5 separate regions of the Mus musculus genome follow, and regions 1, 3, 4 and 5 are each linked to region 2. The links are chromatin contacts, called in public HiChIP or PLAC-seq, capture Hi-C and promoter capture Hi-C maps. All regions are on one chromosome and are shown on one strand. Each heading gives the region's core, a stretch centred on a gene start, on an enhancer-like site or on the middle of the called end of the contact. The rest is flanking DNA. Distances are from core to core; before and after follow the strand shown.

The links. Promoter capture Hi-C pulls out the DNA fragments that hold promoters and counts their contacts. HiChIP or PLAC-seq counts read pairs in DNA pulled down with a chosen protein or histone mark. Capture Hi-C pulls out chosen DNA fragments and counts their contacts.
Region 1: a contact with region 2 is called in a capture Hi-C map of embryonic stem cells, with 4 times the contacts expected there. The contact joins the promoter of Cds1 here to the promoter of Gpat3 in region 2. A contact is called at or near these places in 11 of 39 promoter capture datasets (the 3T3-L1 cell line, 3T3-L1-derived adipocytes, the HPC-7 cell line and 7 more), 1 of 484 Hi-C or Micro-C datasets (embryonic stem cells), 5 of 115 datasets of contacts at active chromatin or transcription factors (SST interneurons, embryonic hindbrain, embryonic midbrain and 2 more) and 2 of 9 other capture datasets (adipose tissue and embryonic stem cells).
Region 3: a promoter capture Hi-C map of embryonic stem cells shows a contact between it and region 2, with 4 times the contacts expected there. The contact joins the enhancer-like site here to the promoter of Gpat3 in region 2. A contact is called at or near these places in 5 of 39 promoter capture datasets (the 3T3-L1 cell line, embryonic stem cells and hippocampal neurons) and 4 of 115 datasets of contacts at active chromatin or transcription factors (craniofacial prominence, embryonic stem cells and large pre-B cells).
Region 4: an H3K27ac HiChIP or PLAC-seq map of embryonic stem cells shows a contact between it and region 2, with 7 times the contacts expected there. The contact joins the promoter of 9430085M18Rik here to the promoter of Gpat3 in region 2. A contact is called at or near these places in 14 of 39 promoter capture datasets (the 3T3-L1 cell line, cranial neural crest, embryonic stem cells and 6 more), 2 of 484 Hi-C or Micro-C datasets (the AML12 cell line and cortical neurons), 8 of 115 datasets of contacts at active chromatin or transcription factors (craniofacial prominence, embryonic forebrain, embryonic stem cells and 4 more) and 2 of 9 other capture datasets (embryonic stem cells and pancreatic islet).
Region 5: a promoter capture Hi-C map of embryonic stem cells shows a contact between it and region 2, with 6 times the contacts expected there. The contact joins the enhancer-like site here to the promoter of Gpat3 in region 2. A contact is called at or near these places in 11 of 39 promoter capture datasets (the 3T3-L1 cell line, 3T3-L1-derived adipocytes, the HPC-7 cell line and 7 more) and 5 of 115 datasets of contacts at active chromatin or transcription factors (embryonic forebrain, embryonic midbrain, embryonic stem cells and 1 more).

The regions. Positions count from the first base shown.
Region 1 is chr5:101,763,794-101,766,493 of GRCm38.p6, forward strand. It overlaps Cds1 (CDP-diacylglycerol synthase 1), which reads left to right and starts at 1,337. Exons shown (of 13, transcript NM_173370.3): 1 at 1,337-1,696. The coding sequence starts at 1,580. It overlaps Gm42134, which reads right to left and starts at 1,470. Exons shown (of 6, transcript XR_880489.2): 1 at 1,177-1,470; 2 at 15-79.
Region 2 is chr5:100,844,912-100,847,611 of GRCm38.p6, forward strand. It overlaps Gpat3 (glycerol-3-phosphate acyltransferase 3), which reads left to right and starts at 1,318. Exons shown (of 13, transcript NM_172715.3): 1 at 1,318-1,450; 2 at 1,744-2,037. The coding sequence starts at 1,897. It overlaps Gm46917 (a long non-coding RNA gene), which reads left to right and starts at 2,648. Exons shown (of 2, transcript XR_001784903.1): 1 at 2,648-2,700. It also overlaps a transcript of Abraxas1 not described here.
Region 3 is chr5:101,820,793-101,823,492 of GRCm38.p6, forward strand. Cds1 (CDP-diacylglycerol synthase 1) reads left to right here. Exons shown (of 13, transcript NM_173370.3): 13 at 642-2,700. The coding sequence ends at 771. Among named protein-coding and RNA genes, the nearest start is that of Gm20548, 4.0 kb to the right of the region's middle. Within about 2 kb of position 1,384, at least 11 of the 459 cell types and tissues checked have an H3K27ac peak or open chromatin away from gene starts, as enhancers often do. A contact at or near this core is called in embryonic stem cells, where this site is marked.
Region 4 is chr5:101,702,270-101,704,969 of GRCm38.p6, forward strand. It overlaps 9430085M18Rik (a long non-coding RNA gene), which reads left to right and starts at 1,280. Exons shown (of 3, transcript XR_001785073.2): 1 at 1,280-1,841.
Region 5 is chr5:101,740,638-101,743,337 of GRCm38.p6, forward strand. Gm42134 reads right to left here. Exons shown (of 6, transcript XR_880489.2): 3 at 1,875-2,089. All of the region lies in intron 2 of 9430085M18Rik (a long non-coding RNA gene), which reads left to right. Among named protein-coding and RNA genes, the nearest start is that of Cds1, 23 kb to the right of the region's middle. Within about 2 kb of position 1,309, at least 17 of the 459 cell types and tissues checked have an H3K27ac peak or open chromatin away from gene starts, as enhancers often do. A contact at or near this core is called in embryonic stem cells, where this site is marked.

The DNA.
Region 1 (2,700 bases), core at 87-2,586, 920 kb after region 2:
GGACATAGGCTTACCTGCTTACTAGAGGCCATGGAGATAATTGGCACCACGGGGGTTAGAACACTGGCTCCTCAACTTCCTGGAAGAAAGTTGAAAGGAACTCTGGTCCTTTCTGCTGGGTAGGATCAACAGCCAGAGCCAACCCATTCCAGCCTCTGTGGTCCCCACCCCTTACTCCCCCACCCCCCACCCCCACGGTCATTTTATCTTTGTATCCAGAAGTACTTTTTCTCTGGCCCTCCAAAACAATGTAGATCAATTGACCTAATTACTAGCAGTCTTCCGTTCCTTATGGAAAACCCACACCACGTCCATCTCATATCTTCCATTAGTTTTAAATGATATTTATCTATTTATATGTGTGGGTGTCAGCGTGGAGATCAGAGGACAGCTTTCTGGAGGCAGTTCTCTATGTCCATCATGTTGGGGATTGAATTCCGGTTATCAGTTTTGGCTGCAAGTGTCTCTCTACCTGAGTCTACTGTTTTTCATTGCATCCTCCTCTGACGTTTGGTTTTGCTGGTTAGTTATGAGGCTTTAAGGACAACATATTACTTATTTTTAGTAATGACCTGATAAATTGTTGATTTATTACAATAAAGGTGCTCCTCTGTCTGGTTTGTGTGAATTACGGATGTGTGTCTTTGGCCTTTAAGGACCAGCTCGCAAATATGTGTGAAAAAACCCCCTAAGCACCTGCTAACAGGATTAGACTAGAGTTAAACCAGATCATGTGTCCATCCTGTTCCACCTTTAGCGTCCCAAGGTCCTTGTCTTTCAGAGAGGTACCCCGCAGCGGCGCCCTAGGGCATCAAAGGCTGTCTGTGGATCCTATGGTAGAAACTCTCTGAGAGACTCAAAACCCCGAGTTTCCCCAGTACAGAACCTGGGTACGATATTGAAACTGTTGGCCAACTCATCCCCAGGCACCAGGGAGGTTAAGCACTGGCTGGAACGCAGAGCCAACGGGTCTGTCCTGCCCAGCAAGTTTCTGCTTGGGGACGCCTGCGACGCTCCGCCACGCTGCGGCGTGTCAAGCAGGGCCGAGTCCCTTGGAGGAGTCAGTTGAACTCCGCCTGACATCCCTGCGCCAAGGAGGACTTCCCGGCGGCGCCCAGGCTCGCCCCCGCGTTCCTCCGTCCCTGGCTCGTCCCTCGTCCTCGGCCGTTCGCGTACCTTTCCGTGCCCCCACCTGCCCAGGGAGCCGGGGCAGGGCCCGAGCATTGACGTCATCGCCCGGGGCGGGGCCTCGGGCACCGCAGTGCAGCGCGGAGGGGCGAGCGGGGCGGGGCCTGCGGCGCGTGACCGCGCTGCGGGAGCTCGGCGGCGGGAAGGTGGGGCGGGCCGGGTGGCGCGGTCGCGAGGCGCGAGGGAGGGCCGTGCTGCTCCTCCGCCCCCTGGGGCCAGTGCGTGGAACGGCGCACCTGGCAACGGCGCCGCGTCCCCGCCCGCGCCGGTCCGCACACCCTGCCGGCGGCCTCGAGCGCTCGCTCGTTGATGCCGTTCTGGGGGTGACCCGGCGCGGCTCCGCGGTGGCGGGGCGCTAGACGACGCCAGCCCAGCGACGCGGGAGCGGGACATGCTGGAGCTGCGGCACCGCGGGGGCTGCCCCGGCCCTGGGGGAGCGGGGGCGCCGCCACCCCGCGAGGGAGAGGCGGCCGGCGGTGACCACGAAACCGAGAGCACCAGCGACAAAGTGAGTGAGTGCGGCGGGGCCGGGCCGCGCCCCTGGAGCGGGCGTGTCGTGGGGGGTCCTGCTCGTCCTCTGTCCCGGGGCGTGCGCGGCCGGGCCGCCGTTCCGGAACCGGACTGCACTCTAGCTTCTTTCCCGGATCTCCTGGTTCTGGGGTCAGGATGGAACCCGTCCCCGCAGGCGCTCTGGCTGTCTAGTGGCTGTCACCTCTCTCGCCTTTCCTTGGTAGGGCGACAAAGTTGGGAGTAAACTTAAGACGGGCACCTTGGGTCCTAGCCTGTCATTGGAGCCTGGCGCAGACCGGCTTCTGGAGCTCCTCCAAGCTGCGCTTTCGTTTCTCTGTTCTTTTTTTCTGGCTGATAGATTTCGGAGGGTTGAGGCTGTCATATATGGGGAACATGTAAGTGCGCCTCAAACCAGGCAGTTGTCCCATCGGTGGATTTCATTTAACCGAACAGGCTAATTCCAGACTTTTAGCACGCCACTCCTCCCCCGCTTTAAAATAGATGAACTTTGCTTCATATTTTAAAATATGCGGATATGTACGGTCACTATTATAATTGAAGCTAGGAAGAGTCAAACGTTTAGGTGTGTTTTCTGATAAACCAGTGCCAGTAAGAACTTAGGAGGAAAAATAATAAAAGTTTTATGGCTGCATGAGCTTGGTAGATTATGAAATTGGGCCAGAGAATAGATTTGCTATACGAGTTTGCTTACAGAATTCCTCTTCGCTTGAGAGACTCAAAACTTTTGAATCATTCTTGGATTTCTGTTTTGTGGAATGTAGTGTGGTGGTATCTGCCGTCATCCCAGCACTTGGGGGTAGGTGTGGAGGCAAGGACTGCCAAGATCATTCTCAGCTTTGTAGTCAGCTCAAGGTTGGCCCGGGGCTCAAACAGACACAAAAGACAGACAACCCAAATGGACTTGCGTTGCCCAAGGTCAAGTTCTCTGCCTTTTGGTAGTGGAACTAACTTCTCTGTTTTCTGTCTTTTGCCTTTTGCTGT
Region 2 (2,700 bases), core at 68-2,567:
TTGGTTCTCCCCTTATACGGGGGGGGGGGGGGGGGGTAGTGGTGGTGTCCAAAGATTGACGGGTCATCCTAGCTGACTGGCATCAGGCAACTTTGTTGATGAGCCACCTCAATGACCCCAGAAGCTGTTTTGAGAGTAAGCTCCGTTTCCTTCATAACTTCATTGTCCTCCCCTTCCCCCTTCTTAGTGGGAAAAGTGTCTTACACCTACCTGGCAGGAGGCTCAGAGAACAAACTTGTACAGTCTTTAAGGCCGGCTTCCTTCTTCCTCCACCCCTTCTGGAGGTGAGGGCAGCTTTCTCTGCAATATTTGCTGTAAATACTTTCAGTTCATTTTGCTAGCTCTCTCACTTTTTCCAGCTCCCAAACTGACTCCCGACTGTCAACAGTAAGAGTTTGGTCCTTCTAAGAATTGAGGGCCGACTCGGTGATGGTTTGGATCCTAGTCAGTCGCTTTGCAAACTGCTGCTCTCAATATCTTTTCTCACGCTTATTGTTAAAACTGGTTGTCCTGCAGTGGAATACGCGTGCAGGATTTTCCCTTCTTCGTTCTAGTAAGGCCGTTCATCACAGCGGCGTGGGACGTGGACCCCTGAGAAACTCTTAGCCAGTTAGGTGAAGGTTAGTATTTGCGCAGCGTTTTCTGCAGTCGGTGTAGGCGGATGCTAGGGAAGCTTAGACTGGAATCTCCTCCAGGGAGGGGAGTGACAAACAGCCTCTAGGGTGTCCTGTCCTCCCCTCCCCCTCGCCCGCTCACCGGTCCGCCTGCCCTTTTAAAGCAAGGTCTATAAAGGATCTACCTATTTAGTCTTAAGCTGACTGTTGGAACTCAAAACAGCCCAGACCCATCTCCTCGGAATTCTCCAGTCGCAGATTCCCGAGCGTAAGTGCTGGAATTCCAGTCTTCTGCGACACAACCGCTTGGAATTTCTGGGTCTATTTTGTGGCTAGAGAGGTGGTGGCAGAGTGGCTAAGGCGACTTGTGGAGAGAGAGAAAGCGGGCGAGCTTTCTTTCCCTGACTGCAGCTAGGAAGGAGGTAAGAGAGAGCCACGAGCCACGGTGCGCGACTGCCTCACCCTTGTTCAGTAGTTTCCTCCTCCCGAAAGCCCTTCCCAGGAGGTCGTGTTGCAGGCTCACAAACAAGATCTTCCGCAGCGATCGGGGACGTCAGCGGTCCGTTCTGTGGGTGAAGATGGAAAGTCTGCTACCGAAAGAACCTTTGCTGGGAGTGCGGGGGGGCGGGGCGGAGGGCGGCGGCTCTCTAGGCAGCAGCGCCCGGGAGACGCGGTCATGCCCCGGAGCTCCCTGTTGGGTGGCGATGGGGGTGGGGCAAGGGTAGAGTGTAGAAAAAGGGAGCCCGGCGCCCGAAAGCCACTGGCTACCCGCATAGCCCGCAGCCCACGCCGAGGTGCAGGGAACCTGCGGGGATCCTCGCTGCCGGAGGGCCTCGGTGAGTCACCGCGGGGTTGTCGCAATCGTTACCCGGAGGAAATCAGGCCCGGGGTGGGGCGCGTTCCTGGCTGCCTCCATGCACTCTGACTGCACTAGGGTGTCCCGTAGGTCACCCAGCTGGGTCTTCTCGCCAGAGACACTCAGGTCTGAGCCGGCTGCCGTGGCTACAGCTTGGCCTGGGCCTCCAGTAGAGAGTGAGCTTGCGGGGCCAACCGGGACCCAAGGGGAGGAAGCAAGGAGATCGCAGTAGTTCTGAGAGTTCTCGCCTTCCCTTTCCTCTTCGCTCCGCAGAGCTGAAGGGAACGAGGCGGGCGGCAAAGACTCCTCAGAGCCCGGCTCCGGGCTGGACGCTGTGTTTTCCGAACTGCGGCTGGACTGCCTGGGACTCTGACACCTACCGCTCTCGGCTTTCCTGGGGACCTCTTCCTGAGGGCGTGCTGAGACATGGAGGGCGCAGACCTGGCGGTGAAGCTCCTGTCCACCTGGCTGACGCTGGTGGGCGGCCTCATCCTTTTACCCTCGGCCTTCGGATTATCCCTGGGTATCTCGGAGATCTACATGAAGATCCTGGTGAAAACCTTGGAGGTGAGTGCAGGAAAGGATGTGGAGCTCCCGCTGCTCTGAGGACTTCGGATCTTGGAGTGGCAGGGGTTGAGCTTTGAACTGTGAAAGCAATTTGGGCAAGGGGGTCAGTCAGTGGTGGGAGGTCGGGGTGGAGATGGAACGGGGACCCGAGAGAATATTTCAGTTTCTGGTCTGCTGTAGTGAGAAAGACAGCCTGATACCAGTCAAGAACAGTAGCCCACCTCACAAGAATCCCTCTATCTGTATTTCTTCTTCACTACTATTTTTTTTTTTTTTTTTTTTTTTTTCTTACTAGATTAACCCCAGGACAGCCGTTTGCTGTATCAGCAGGTTTATTACCCACTATGCCTCTCGGGCTGTCACTTCACTCTTGAGTTTTTACAGCCCCAGGTTTCAGAGGTCCTTTTGTGACTACAGAGGCATCCTGTTCCACTTGGTGCCCAATATAAGACACCAAATGGCTGGGTGGCAGAGAAGAATCTGATTTTTTTTTTTTTTTTTTTTTTTTTTTTTTTTTTTTTTGGTTTTTCTGGACAGGGTTTCTCTGTGTAGCCCTGGTTGTCCTGGAACTCACTCTGTAGACCAGGCTGGTCTCGAACTCAGAAATCTGCCTGCCTCTCTGCCTCCCGAGCCTCCCGAGTGCCCGGCTGAAGAATCAGATTT
Region 3 (2,700 bases), core at 134-2,633, 980 kb after region 2:
GATGAGTTGCATACTGCAGGGCTGCAGCAGGAGTCTTGGGAGAGAGGGGTGATGGGCGGGGACATAGCTGTTCCCTGGCTCCTTTTCCTTGAGTGGACTGCTGTAGCAGATGAGCTGGGAGGTCAGGGCTTGGCCTGCTTCTTGGTCTCCCAAGGACTTTGAAGAACACCCTGGCACCTGTGGTCATCCCAGGTAGGACTTTGGTGGAGGACTTTTGCGCTTTGTCTCTCAGGTGACCGATCATGGTTCCCTAAGGGTATTTCTTCAGCAAAGTACCTTACATGGTCTGCAAGTCTCTCTGAAGCTACAAGTTTAAGTTTTTTCACATGTCTCCTATGGTTGGCCCTGTGTCCGCTGCTCTGAAGGTTTGTTGTCTATTGAGAGAATGTCTGTGGACCTCAGCTCTGCTTCCTCCGTGCAGCTCAAGGTGCAGTGAGTGGCTCTGGCCCTTTGCTCCCCTCTCTTGAGCACTGGACACGCCCAGCTGGAGCTTGTGAAGAGCTGTCTCACTTCTGTAAAGGTGGCTGCTCAGCGCTTAAAGCTGGGTTTTTGGGAGGGAGTGTGTGCTCACTGTGCAAACGGTGTGTGTGAACGGTGTGTGTGAACAGTGTGTGAACGGGTCTTCTCTGCTTCATCACCAGGGGTCCGAATCCCAGCAAAGTGCTCCAGCAGCTGTTAGTGCTTCAACCAGAACAGCAGTTAAATATCTACAGAACCCTGAAGATTCATCTCACCGAGAAAGGGATCCTGCAGCCCACCTTGAAGGTGTAGCTGCCCTTGAGGACGACGGGCTGCTGAGGAGGAGCTCACAGACCAGCTCTGACTGGAGCCGTGCACTGAGCCAGCCTGGGGCTAAAACTCAGTAGATGCAGGCTTTGCAGATACAAAGGTTTCTTTTTCTGAATTTACAATTACTGTGAATATTTAACAAACACGTGGTCTAAGGTGAGTGCAGCAGTCGCCCACCCGTGAAAGATCCTGTACTTTTCTAAAATGTATTTTCCAATGTTAAGTTCTCTGCCCTCACTGGCCAGGTTCCATGATTTAGGTAGACTTGCGTTTTAAAGAGTCAAACACTATCAACTGAGGCCCTCGTAGGGTGTTGACCTTTGCCCTGGTGCTGCCCTGGCGTAGCCATAGCTGAATGCACTGGAGGCACCTTGGGAATCGAGGTCTCGGGGTTTCCTCCTCTAATGATCTCAAGCATTTCTGAAGGGCTGAGTTAGATTAAAAAGAAAGAAAAAGAGCGATTGTCCACTTTTCTCTCTCTTCTTTTTGTTTGTTTGTTCATGGTACTGGGCTAGAACCCAGGGTCCGGTCCACACCAGGCAGGTGCCCCACTCTTGGGCTCCGCCTTGGCTGGGCCGCCTACTTTCAGAGTAGCAGTCATCTGCCAAGTGTTAACGCCCTGGTGTTAAGGAGTTTCAAAATCAGAAGCTAGAGGCTGGTGCTTAGACCACTGTTGATTTGTTGAAAAAGAAGTTATCAGAATCCATTTCTGATGCAAAAGAGACTCAGAGTGGGTCCTGCATGGCGAGCCCAGCACGAGGCTCCTCCACCAGAAATACCTCACCAGGGATGGTAGGGATGAGTGGTGTGTGGTGGTGGCTGGGGAGCCACCTGGAAAGGAGAGTTTTCCCTAAAGACCCAGCTCCAGGCCAGCCCCCTGCTGGTAATTAACCTCTGTCACCTTGCACTTCCTGAACCCAAGAATAAAAGTACAGCAGAAACAGCAGCCATGAAGCAGGAAAGCCTACAAATGCCACACCTTGCCCCTGTGCAGGTGGGGCCGGACCCTGTGAGTGGACTAGGGGATCTCCTGTTGCTGTGTGTGCTCTGCAGCCATACTTAACCAAATGTCGCGGTCACCCGCAGAGACGACCTGGAGGGGGAGAAATGGAGATGCTGCAGAGGATAGTTTGGTAATGAAAAGAGTAAATATTTTGTTTAAGTTAGAAATCACCCATATTTCCTTCCCACTGTGGATGCGCTAGGGTTCTGAGGAGGAGCCCACAGGCATCAGTAGCAGTCCTGAGAACACCATTGTTGGCCCCCAGGTGACTGGTGACCCTGCGCTGGATTCAGCCCACGCCCTCTGCATACAAGCCAGGGGAGCGCTGTCACCTTAGGAGATCCCCTCTCAGTGGCTGATGTCAGTGTCCCCTGCTTTTGTGTGTCCCCCCGCCCCGCCCCAGATGTTGACCATAAATGAGTTGCAGGCACAAAAGAAATGGAGGGAAGCCTTGTGGTAGGAGCATGTCCAGGAACAGGCTGTCTGCAGAGGTAAAGGATGGTTGAGGACATGGTGGCTTCTCCTTACCCACCATGCTCTCATGGCTTGCGAGGCAGAATTATGGAAGCATTACTTAATACACGTATTAAAAATCAATATTCTAAACACAAAGGATGAAACTAGGACTATCTGGGGTTACAATAAAAGCTCTTCTCAATTAGATCTTTTAGAGCTGGGTGTACATTATGCCATATAAAAACAAGCGAGTTCTTTAACAACAACACTCTAGTAATGAACATTTTAGCCTACTTTTTATAGCGTGTACATTAAAGTGGACTATAGCAAACAACCACCGTGAGAGCGACTGTGACCAGCGTTCCATTTGCACTGGAACAGGCGTCATCCAGTGGAGTGAAGTGGTGGATGAGTGGCAACCAGGAAGGCCCTCCACAGCAGAGATCCATCGA
Region 4 (2,700 bases), core at 30-2,529, 860 kb after region 2:
TTCTCTCTCTCCTTTCCTTCCCTCCTTCCTATGTGTGGATAGACAGTGATGATCAGCAGCCCTCCTTCTCTCTCTCTCTCTCTCTCTCTCTCTCTCTCTCTCTCTCTCTCTCCTTTCCTGCCCTCCTTCCTGTGTGTGGATAGACAGTGATGATCAGCAGCCCTCCTTCTTTGTCCTCTTGGACTCCCCTCTGGAGTCATAAGGCACAGCAACGCTCTCCTCCTAAATTTGCCTTTGGTCCAGATATTGATCACACTGACAGAAAAGGGATATTAGTCCAGGATCTCTCCAGCAGGAGACTGCTAGGGGCACATTAGTAAAAACAAGAGTGTTGGCATTCACAAGGAAGGTTCCACAGTTTTATCACAGAGAGACTGGATCACGTGAAGTACACCGATGGATTCTAACCCAGAGAGAACTTTTGATCAAGACTGGTGTTTTCTTCCCTCCTCTTGCATCATAGCTTCAAGGGAAGCAACCGTAATCAAAATCCCACAGGGAGAAGCTAGGTTAGTTCTTGATCTGCTGAGCTCAGGTAACTCAGCCAAGGAGCAGATGGTTCTGGTATGACTCCAGGTGCAGGCTTCAGAAGAGTCTCACGTGAGACATGTCCCTCCTCATAATGCGGGCTGACCACAAGGACAAGCAGAAAAGCCAGACGACGAATGCCCTGACTCATTGAAAGAGGGGACAGTAATCTTCGACACAACCAAATCAGGGTCAGAGACGAAGTTCAACGGCAGAGCACGTGCCTAAATCACACAAGGTTTAGTGAGGATTCAAGCCCAGCCATACAAAAGCATAAATAAAACCAAAAAGCTGTCCAAATCATAAAAGATAAAGGCCATGGAAATACAAATTAAAGGTATAAGCATTTGACAACTTAATGCAATACACATTTCTCTCCCGATTCTGTCCAGGAAGGATAAAATGGCCGAAAGTTCATTTTTTAGGAGAATGGACAAAACTGAAATCTGAATGAGCAATTTCAGAGTATGGCACAGTGTAAATTTATTGGGCTAGATTACCGGTAAGAGAGGGAGAGGGAGGGGGAGGGGGAGGGGGAGGGGGAGGGGGAGGGGGAGGGAGAGGGGAGGGGGAGGGGGAGGGGAGGGGGAGAGTGAGAGAGAGAGCGAGAGAGAGAGAGAGAGAGAGAGAGAGAGAGAGAGAGAGAGAGAGAGAGAGAGAGAGAGAGAGAGAAACATACACTAAAGTACACAGGGGCAAAAAGAGAGGTATTTTCCTTTAAAAGGCTCAGAAAGAGCGTGCGTGGGCGTGAGCGCATGCGTGCATGGGGTCTGAGGAGCTGATGAGTCAGCAGTGGCGGTGGCGTGGAAGCCATGACCGCCACTAAACACTGCACCTGAACTGGCTGAGGTGGTAGCTGTTAAAGTCTGAAAGAAAATATAACTGTAAGCAGGTCACAGAAATACAGGGCGAACAAATAGTAAAGCGACAGGATAAAGCGGAGGTGTGAGTCCATCTGTCGTCACCGCAACAAAATACCCGAGGAAATGTGGAAAACCTTGTGCTGTCTCCTGCTTCAGAGGCACCAGCCCTAGGTCACGCTCAGCCTGGGCCTGTGGTGAGATCCACCTCACAGCAGAAGTTTGTGTTGCTCTCTCACACTAACGGTTTGAGAATTTGATCCCTTCTGCTACCTAGAAGCTGGTTGCCCCTGAGGTCCCTCCTTCCTCTAGCATACCACTCCTCAGAATGTCCAGAGATGACGCTGCAAGGACCCGTCTGTGACGAACTAGGGCACTGAGGAGAGCGTTCTCCAGGTTCCTTCCTCTTCCTGCGTTGCCATTGTTACCGTGTGACATTCCAGGGTAGGAGAGGTGTGTTCCTGGGGGATGGGTGGGAGGGTGCGCGTGTGCATATGTGTGTGTGTGTACATGTGTATAAATACTACTGCAATCCTTGGTCAGGGCCCTGACACTGGGTATTCCAACATATTGGGTCCAGCCACTCACCTCCAAACCCAGAGAAAGTAGGTGTGAAAACCAGGAAAGGACATTTAGTCAGTAAAACCACAGCAGGAAGGAAGGGCAGCTGCTCCTGTCAGTGCTGTTCAGCGGGGCAGTCAAGAGCCCCCGAATTATCCAGGCAAGGAAAATTATCCAGGAATCAGAGGAAACACATGCCATTGGTCAGTCTTGGTTACACTCTGGTCTGGCTGATCCTTGTCTAGGGATTAGTAAAAGCACAGTAAGGAAGTTGCAGTTGCCTGGACACACTGTCAACTCTTGTACAAGGTGTTTGTCTATCCACCTAGAATTCTAGGTGACTGAAGGGGAAAATGTTTCAGAACAAGAGAGTCACAGTATATGGCCACGTCTGCTTCTGCCCTCTGCAATGCACCAGGCACCTACAGGCCCAAGTGAGTGCAGGCGCTTTTAGCCACAGCAGACTCTAGATCTTGCTTCCAAAAGGAGAGACAGGTGAAGGGAAGATGGATGGTAGTTTTGGAGTGTCTGTGGTTTTCAAGTGACAGGCTAGCTATGTAGCCCAGACTAGCTACAATCTCATGATCCTCCTGCTTCAGCCTCCTGAGTGCTGGGATGGCAGGCAACAGTGTGGGTGTTGTTTGTTGTTGTTGTTTAAGATTTATTTATTTAGTTAATGTATATAAGTACTCTATCTTCATGTACACCTGCATGCCAGAAGAGGGCATCAGATTATATTTATAGATGGTTG
Region 5 (2,700 bases), core at 59-2,558, 900 kb after region 2:
CTGCAATGCTCATAGATTTGAATGCTTGGTCATTAGGGAATGGTACTATATAAGGGAAAATAGGAGGTGTGGCCTTGTCGGAGTGGGTGTGGCCTTGTCGGAGGAAGTGTGTCACTGGGGGTGTTGTTGAAGTTTCAAGGGCCCAAGACAGGCCCAGTGGCTCTCTTTCCTTCCTGCTGCCTGCCAATCTGGATGCAGAGCTCTCAGCTCTTCTAGCACCACGTCCGTCTGCATGTCACCTTGCTCCCCGCCATGACAATGGACTAAATCTCTGAAAACAGTTCTTTTCAGTTCCCTCGCTCTTGACAAACACATTTATTCCCCAGTAGATACTGAGCTCAAAGTTTTGGTTTGCTTCACTGACACTGTTGTGAAAAACGACTCTCCTCCCCTCTCTGGGGCCCGTTAGCGGAGCCTGAGACTTCGGGGCCACGCCCCATTGCCCAGATCCACAAACTGAATTCCGTAGTCTCATATTTCCCCTTGACACAAAGAACAGCTCTTACCTAAAAGGGAACAAGAGATATTTTATTCTCGAACCAAATGCGAGTGACCACAACTCGGGAACACAGATTCAGGTTACCCCAAGTTCAGAATTTCAATGAAGTCGCAATTTTATGAACTTTTTATAGTAAGACTCCAGAGAGAAGTCACAAATCAAGCCACTTTTCCCATATGTTAATGGATACGTCAGGTAGGTAAGTTAGCGCAAGAGCTCTGCTACAGGCCTGGGCTGCCATCTGACTCACTGTTAGCCCTCTGACTGGTGGAAAACTAGGGCTGTGTTTAGTGAATACATTCCAGAAGAGCTTAGGGGTTCCTTTCTGTTGTGATGTTAGATCTGACACAGAGCTGGGCAAGGAAATAATTATTTAATAAGACAAAGAGAGTCCAAGATAAGTTTTAACTGCACTCTCTGCCTGCAATATTCCATCTTCTTCCCACCGCTGAAGCTCTAAATTAGTTCATCAGCTCTGTGGGTAGGGCTTTTCCTCAGGAGTTCTCCTCCACGTTCCTGACCACTGCGCACGTGAGGACAGACACGATTCAGATGTACAGCTCTGTAGTAGGCTGTTGCTCCCACTGCCTGCCCTATGTCTCTAAGCCAAGGGGAAACCCATTATTTCAGGCACATAGGGCAAAACCCTGCGTGTTGTGCTCAACCTGGTTTGTTCTGCTGCACCCTAACACACACACACACACACACACACACACACACACACACTAAAGTAATAGTTGTACAAGAGTAAATATCCCTAGAACCATTTTAGAGTTACCGGTTATTCAATTATGATTCATTTAAATTATAGTCATAAGATAGCTCTTACAATGTAAAAGAGATGAAGCAAGATTGGACGGGGCAGGGTGTGCAGCTCGGTAGCAGAATGATTGCCTACTGTGCACATAGCCTTGGATTTGAGTCTCAGAACCACAAAAAAAAAAAAAAAATCCAATAGTAAGAACAACAGTACTTAGTACTGTAAAAATAAATATTGAATTGTTCCCTTGAGTAAGCTACTGTGCTCAGGAACAGGCCTGGAGCCAACAGATAGTGTCACAATCCTAGCTAATTCTTATGAAAGTCCTGTAGATTTCGTACTGCATCTGGAATGAAATTCCCTTAGCTGGCTTGTTGTAGATGTTCTAACTGCCGTATGTTTGGGCAGCACAGGGGTTGGGTCTAGGACCTTGCCCAAGCAAGGCAAAAGCTCTACCTTTGTATGTGTCTAATTGCCATTATAACTCCTCCAAGCACATTAGATCATCAAAACACCTGGCGTTTCTGATGGAAGATAACGTATAGCTAATGCTCACACATTCCTTCATAGAAGCAACTCCTCTAACTTTTCTCCTTCTCAACATTTCTCTTATACCTGTTGTTTGCAGTGGTTTCCAAGTGAATATTCCAGTTCTTAAAACCAGTAAGTCCAGGTTCCTGTCACCACTTGCTTCATAGGCAGCAAAGTTCCCTACGACTTGCCATATGCGGATATCGACGCATGGAGCAGAGCAGACAGGCCGAGGTACAGCTGCAGATGCTATTCCTTGCTGATTCTTGTCTGAGCTTGTTCAAGTGACTCTCCGTGCCCTTATCCAGAAAATCAACAGGAAAATCTGTAAGTCTGTGGATTAAAGACACTGTATACGAAGTACTACTTGATGCCTTGCAGGTACCTCTCCAGATGCCTAGATACTCTTGCCAGTCTTCCATTAGTCCTGTCTCCCCTCCTGTAGTCCCTTCTCCAGCCATGGTGCCACCAGACAGTAGGCTGCCCAAGTAAACACCACGTCACTGTTCTTTTGATTATTATTATTATTGTACATTTTATTTACATTTCAAATGTTTTCCCCTTTTCTGATTTCCCCTCCCCAGAAACCCCTATCCCATGTACCCTCCCCCAGCTTCTATGAGGGTGATCCCACCCACCCACCTACTTCCATCTCCCCACCCTCGCATTCCTCTACTCTAGGGCATCAAGCCTTCACAGGACCAAGGGCCTCCCCTCCTATTAATATCCAACAAGACCATCCTCCACTACATATGCGGCTGGAGCCATGGGTTCCTCCATGTGTATTCCTTGGTTGGTGGTTTAGTCCCTGGGAGCTCTGGAGGGGCCTGGTTGGTTGATATTGTTGTTCTTTCTATGAGGTTGCAAACCCTTTCAGCTCCTTCAGTCCTTTCCCTAACTCCTTCATTGG